2 separate regions of the Macaca mulatta genome follow, and region 1 is linked to region 2. Evidence: chromatin contacts called from public Hi-C data. All regions are on one chromosome and are shown on one strand. The core of a region is the stretch at or near the end of the contact, and the rest is flanking DNA. Distances in the headings are between cores, read along the strand shown.

The links. Hi-C and Micro-C count contacts between places; a contact is called where the count stands out from the background.
Region 1: a Hi-C map of fetal cortex germinal zone shows a contact between it and region 2, with 5 times the contacts expected there. The contact joins the enhancer-like site here to the promoter of HDAC4 in region 2. A contact is called at or near these places in 2 of 14 Hi-C or Micro-C datasets (fetal cortex germinal zone and liver).

What each region holds. Positions count from the first base shown.
Region 1 is chr12:145,240,855-145,243,554 of T2T-MMU8v2.0, forward strand. All of the region lies in intron 8 of NDUFA10 (NADH:ubiquinone oxidoreductase subunit A10), which reads right to left. Among named protein-coding and RNA genes, the nearest start is that of NDUFA10, 33 kb to the right of the region's middle. Within about 2 kb of position 1,272, at least 9 of the 40 cell types and tissues checked have an H3K27ac peak or open chromatin away from gene starts, as enhancers often do. A contact at or near this core is called in fetal cortex germinal zone, where this site is marked.
Region 2 is chr12:144,647,825-144,650,633 of T2T-MMU8v2.0, forward strand. HDAC4 (histone deacetylase 4) reads right to left here and starts at 1,372. Exons shown (of 27, transcript XM_077956679.1): 1 at 1,113-1,372.

The sequences.
Region 1 (2,700 bases), core at 22-2,521, 590 kb after region 2:
GGGGCAGGAACGGTGAGTAGCTTCAGTCTCTCTGCAGTTGCAGCCAGTGTCTTACAGATCTGTTCTGTACGCTGAGGCCGACATAGGATGGTCTGTCGTACCACGGCTTGTAAAAGGTTTAATTCTCCACTTTTCTTGGCACCAATAAATACACAAATCATAGGATAGTCTCTTAGCTTTATCATTTCATTGTGCTGAATGATAAAATATTTATACTTTGTTACAATTTGCTTATTTTAAATTAAATATAGTCCGAATATAACCACTAAACTTAAAGATAAAAAGCATTTCTTGAGCTTTCGGGGGAAAAAAAAAAAACATTAAAATAAAGTCTCTTTTCTTAAGGGCTCAAAACAAAGAAAATAATTATTTTCAACAGCCACATTCCCATTACTGAGTTATAAAAGCAGGAGACGTTTCTCATTTGTAATGGTTCAAATGGAAATTATGTGAGTGTATCTGGCTCTCGGCCAGACTTTGTGAGACAGTCCAGGTCCACTAAGTAAACCCAAGGCCTATTCCCCACGGTACCCAGGTAGGCTCTCCCACAAACAGAACAACCTGACCAGAACCGAAGGCTCACAGGAGCCATGAATCATGCTTTCACAGACAGCCACAGAGCTGCGGATCTGTGGCAAGCTGAAGATGAGTGGACGGTAGGTATAGCATCAGCAGCATCCTAGTAAAAACTGTGTTGCTCGTACATGGTTGGTGATCCAATAATGTAAACGCCCCCCCCCCCCCAAGAAACTGCTGCCAGGATACCAACGATCGTTTGCTTTCCTAAGCGTATTTATGTGCGTTTCCACACGGGTAGGCACATGGCTGTAATGTACACACTTACAGATAAGATCATTTTCTTAGTTTTAGTATTAAGTTGGTTTTACTTGCCAAAAGATATTCAAATATTTTTTTTTAAAAAGCAAGCAAAACAGAAAGCGTGTGAAGGGCATAAAGATGCCATATTTTGTAAGACTGCATTAATTGTAAGACTACAAGTTCCCTCTCCAGAGGAAACTGCTGCTAGCTTTTCTTTTGCATTCTATCTAAACGCTTCCATGCATGTGTCAATAATCTACAACTACGTATCTTCTTACTGTTAACTCAAATATAAGGATAACTTTTGAAGTGATCTCACAATAAGAAATTCCAATTAAAAATGAAGTTCATATTTTAAATGTTAACAAATATCAATGCAGGGAGGTGACATGGTTTTCTTTACAGTTTGAAAAACCTAAGAAAATGCTAGAAAATATGAAAGCAATCAGTGGCCTGGAGCATGTGTAGTAGAGAAAGCAACAGCGCCATCTATGCTTAGTTTGGCAACATTACATGTAGCCCCAGAAAATCTTTTAACAAGTACGCTTCCAACTATTTTTGAAGATTAAAAAAAGAATCTGCTGCAATGATTCTACAATTTATTTATACCTAACCAAACTACCCTTTCAATTTATTGCTATGAGCTTAATGACGACTACTAGAAAGAGTCTATGGTATATCTCCAGTAAACTTCTAGATTTAAGTAATAAAGACACAAGGAATCATTTTATGACTCAGGAAGCAAAAGGCAGTGAAAGAAAATATTCTCTTCACAAAGCACTTAGCTTCATTATGAAGAATTCAAAACTGATTGAGGATAACGTATCCTTTTAATATCATAAGTCAGTGTCTAAATAAGAAGATAAAATATACTAGAGCTTGGTTACGATATGAGGTGTTCTGTCACATATTTTAAAACAAAAGAGTAAGGCAGGAAGACGCAAAAAGGAATAAAATTGTAAATTGTGTTTTATGACTCAAGCTGTTTCACAATTAACAGAATGTCAGCACTTTGTCCTATAACATTTCGAAACCCTATTTTTCAGTTTCTCCTGAATTGCAAAGTTCTATCTGAAACACTGTACTTCTGATACCAAACTCACATGCTACAGTTTCTGTAGCACTGAAATTTCATGTTAAAAAGATGTGCTCCAGGAGTCATGTAAAATTCTTAGCAATCAAGCAAAAGAGGGTGGGTGTGAAGCTCTGGGCTCTGGAGAGGCAGCGATGGTCTGCGAGGAGCCCGCACAGCTGGAGGCCTGACGTGTCGTCGGAGGTCCTGACTGGACCGAAACCAGCCCAGGCAGGCGCCAGTCAGTTAGGGATGTGGATATGAATAAGACTGAAAAATACAATTACTGCCTCTCAGCACAAGCATAGCTATACACATACACATAATTAGACACTGGCAACACGTAACTGAGATGGTGCAGAAATGTTCTAAACCAATAATTTGGTCAGGTTCTGGATAAAATGAATGTCACTGGTAAATGGCATGTTTACAATAATTATGTTAGAAAATTGGTCATAATTATCACTTGAGTCCCTCAATTGACAAATGGTACTCAAATGAAAATAAACACAATTGATATTGTAAACTTACGAAACATCTTTGGGGAGGAAGAAAGGCAAAATATCAGGAGAAAAAAGGACAAAACCATTCATAGTGAGCTAGATGAAAACAACTGAATGCTGTAATTGATACACTACGGGGGAATTACAGGATCCTTCTCTATGCTCTGATAAGTGCATAACTAAATAACTACACAAACGGTGCAGAATCGAATCAACACACATTTCACACCGTGTTTAGAAAATGACACTGTTACCACAGAGAGGTCAAGTCAGACAAAATCCCTTGTCTCGGTAAGTTTGTGAGAT
Region 2 (2,809 bases), core at 122-2,621:
ATTTGACAAAGTTACATAAACGGCGCCCGCCCGGCCCCGGCGCCCGCCCGCCCCCGCCCTCACTCCCGGCGGCCCGGAGCCCACCTGTTCGGGGGGCGCGGGCCCGGCACCGGGCGACGGCGCCGCTGCCTGCCGTGCCCACCCCCGCGCCCCCGCCCCGGCGGGCGAGGCCGCCTCGCGGCGCGGCTGGAAAGGTCCAGAAGGGGCCGGGCGGCCCTGGGGACCGGCGGGTCCCACGGCGCGCGGCCCGCGCTGGCCCCCGCCTCCCACGGCCGCGCGCGGGGCGGGTGTGGACCGGCGGCGTCCACCTGCCGCGGGCTCCGAGGCCTGCAGGCTGCGCGGGGCGCGGGGCGGACGGCGGACAATGGCCCGCGGGCGCCGGGCCGGGGCTGCGCTTACCGCGGCGGGCGGCGGCGGCCGGCTCTAGCCCTGCTCGGGCGCTCCGCGCCGCATCTCCTCAGCCTGCGCCGCCACCCGCCGGCGCGCGGGCTCGGGCTCGGGCGGCGACAGCCGGGACGCGGCCGCGGCGCCGCCGGGGGCCCAGGCTGGGAGGCTGCTCGGGCGGCGGCGGCGGCGGCGGCGCGGGCGGGCGCGCGGGTTCGGGCTCGGGCTCGGGCGGCGGCGGGGACGGTGCTCCGCGGCGGCGGCCCCACAACCTCCCCTCCTCATTCACAAAAAATTGACCCACGTTGAACCATGATGCTTCTCCCCCCTCCAGCGTCGAGCCGGGCGGCGATAGGCCACCCTGCACGCCCGTCAGCCGACCCGGCCCCGCCCCGCCCGCCGGCGGCTCGGCAACCACTGGCTGCGGCAGCCTTGCGTCACCTCCCCATATGGGCCCCGCCCTCCCGCCTGGTTTCTAATGAAGAGCTCGTCAATTACGGCTCGGCCCCGCCTCCCGCCCGCCCGCCCCGGGCGCCTGGCCGGCCTTCCATTGGTCCGTTGAAACCTGCGCACGGCCCGTCTGCTCCCACCCCTCGCCCCGCGGCTGCCCAACCGCGGGGCCGGACGCCCCGTGAGCGGCGGAGAGGCTCCACCCCTGCCCGCCTCCCCGCACGCATCCTGGACCTCATTGGCTCCTGGAGCTGTCAATTCTAGGGGGCGGGGCGTACCAAAAGACGCTCCAGGCGCCAGCCGCTGGGTGCTTCGCGGTTGAGGAGGCGCAGAGACCCGGAGCCAGTAGTGACCGTAAACACGGGCCCCGGCCGTGTCTAGTCCCACTCGGTAGCCCGCATGGCTACCTAGCGGTCAGCACCGCGTGTCTGCGAGCCTAATTCGCGCTTAGAGGGCACACAATGGGGTGCAGGCTGAGGCGGGGAGCTGGCCAGGCCTCGCCGTTGCCTCCATCTTGGGTACGGGCAGTGGGTCACGTGGTGCTGCGTGCGCACGGAGGCGCAGGGCGGCCCGGTCACCGAGTGCGCAGGCGCCGCGGGCCTCGCCCAGCCCCGCGGCGGGAACGCGGCTGTCTGGGTGTGCATGGGGTGCAGGTCTGCCAGGCCTGCAACTGCTGCTGAGGGTCGTGGGATGCGCTCGTCGGGTCCCTGCTCAGGCGGAGGGAGCCCGGCCCGCCGCCAGGGTCTCGAGTCACGGGCCAGGCAGGCGTGGAGGTGGCGGGAACTCCGCACCGGCCGGGCGGGTGTTGTTTTAAGGCCGCAGAGCTTGGGGGGCTTGTGTTGAATTAAAGGTCGGTCCGTAGATCCCCGCAAGCGCCTTTGGTTGCCAGCTGGTGTGGGCGGGAGTCTTCAGTGGCCACCCTCCTGCTGGTGATGTTTCCATTTCTTTCCAACAAGAGTGTGACAACTTTTAAACTTGGGTGCACACACTGTCCCCGGAATCCCGCGTTCCAGGGAGGAAGCGCCTTTGACAGCGCGCGCCGGTGCGTGGGGCCTGACGGCGTGGGCCCAGGGATGCGGACCTGGCGGGGATGAGCGTTCGCTTCGATTGTGGGCCATTCCTCTTAGATGAGCAAAGATCCGTTTTTACAGCATTCTCGACCTTTGATTCTTGGCGGGGGGGGAAACTGTAGTTGTGTGGATAAAAATACAGTTAGCAAAATAAAAATGCCAATTTTGCATTTCTTTAAATATCTCAATAACGAATAATTAGAAAACTCTGGTCATTGTGAGAAGTGCTTACTCTGATATGGCTGAACTTTGAAGGAAAGGAATGGTGAATTAGAGGATTTTAAAACAGGATACAGCTGAAGAAAAGGAGAGCAATTATGGGGTTTTGGCGACTTGGCTGCTGATGGAAACGGTGCACTATCAAATTTTCATAAAGAATGAAACAGGGTCTGTAGCTAGCTAACATCTAGATGAGATTCAACACCATTCGACTGGATTATCAAAAACATACAATCACGAGAAAATGTTAAAACCTGCCTATAAGTCTACCAAAGTTAGTTTTTCACGGACAAAGAGAAGTACCTGAGCAAAAAGTCACGTGAAGGAGCTCTGGGATCTATTGCTTGGCAGAGGTAATTTTAAAAGGTAGATTTCCAGTAGAAGGAATGAGTAGCCCCATTGCCGCGTGCCATTGAGACCTCACGTGAGTCCTGAGAGGCAGTCCAGCAGCGTGAAGCACCACGCAGACGTTGGGTGGATGGTGCAAGAACCTCACTCACCATGTCTGGAAAAGAGAAACTTGGTGTGGGTGGCTGTGTCCGCCATTATGTGTAAGAGGGGCTGTCTGAAGGAGACCGGTGCACAGCCAATGCACAGGAGTTCAGTACGGTAGTGTGCAGTGAAAGCAAACACGCTATACTGTGAGCTGTGTATAAGGAGAAAGGGGGAGTGACGACCCGAATGCC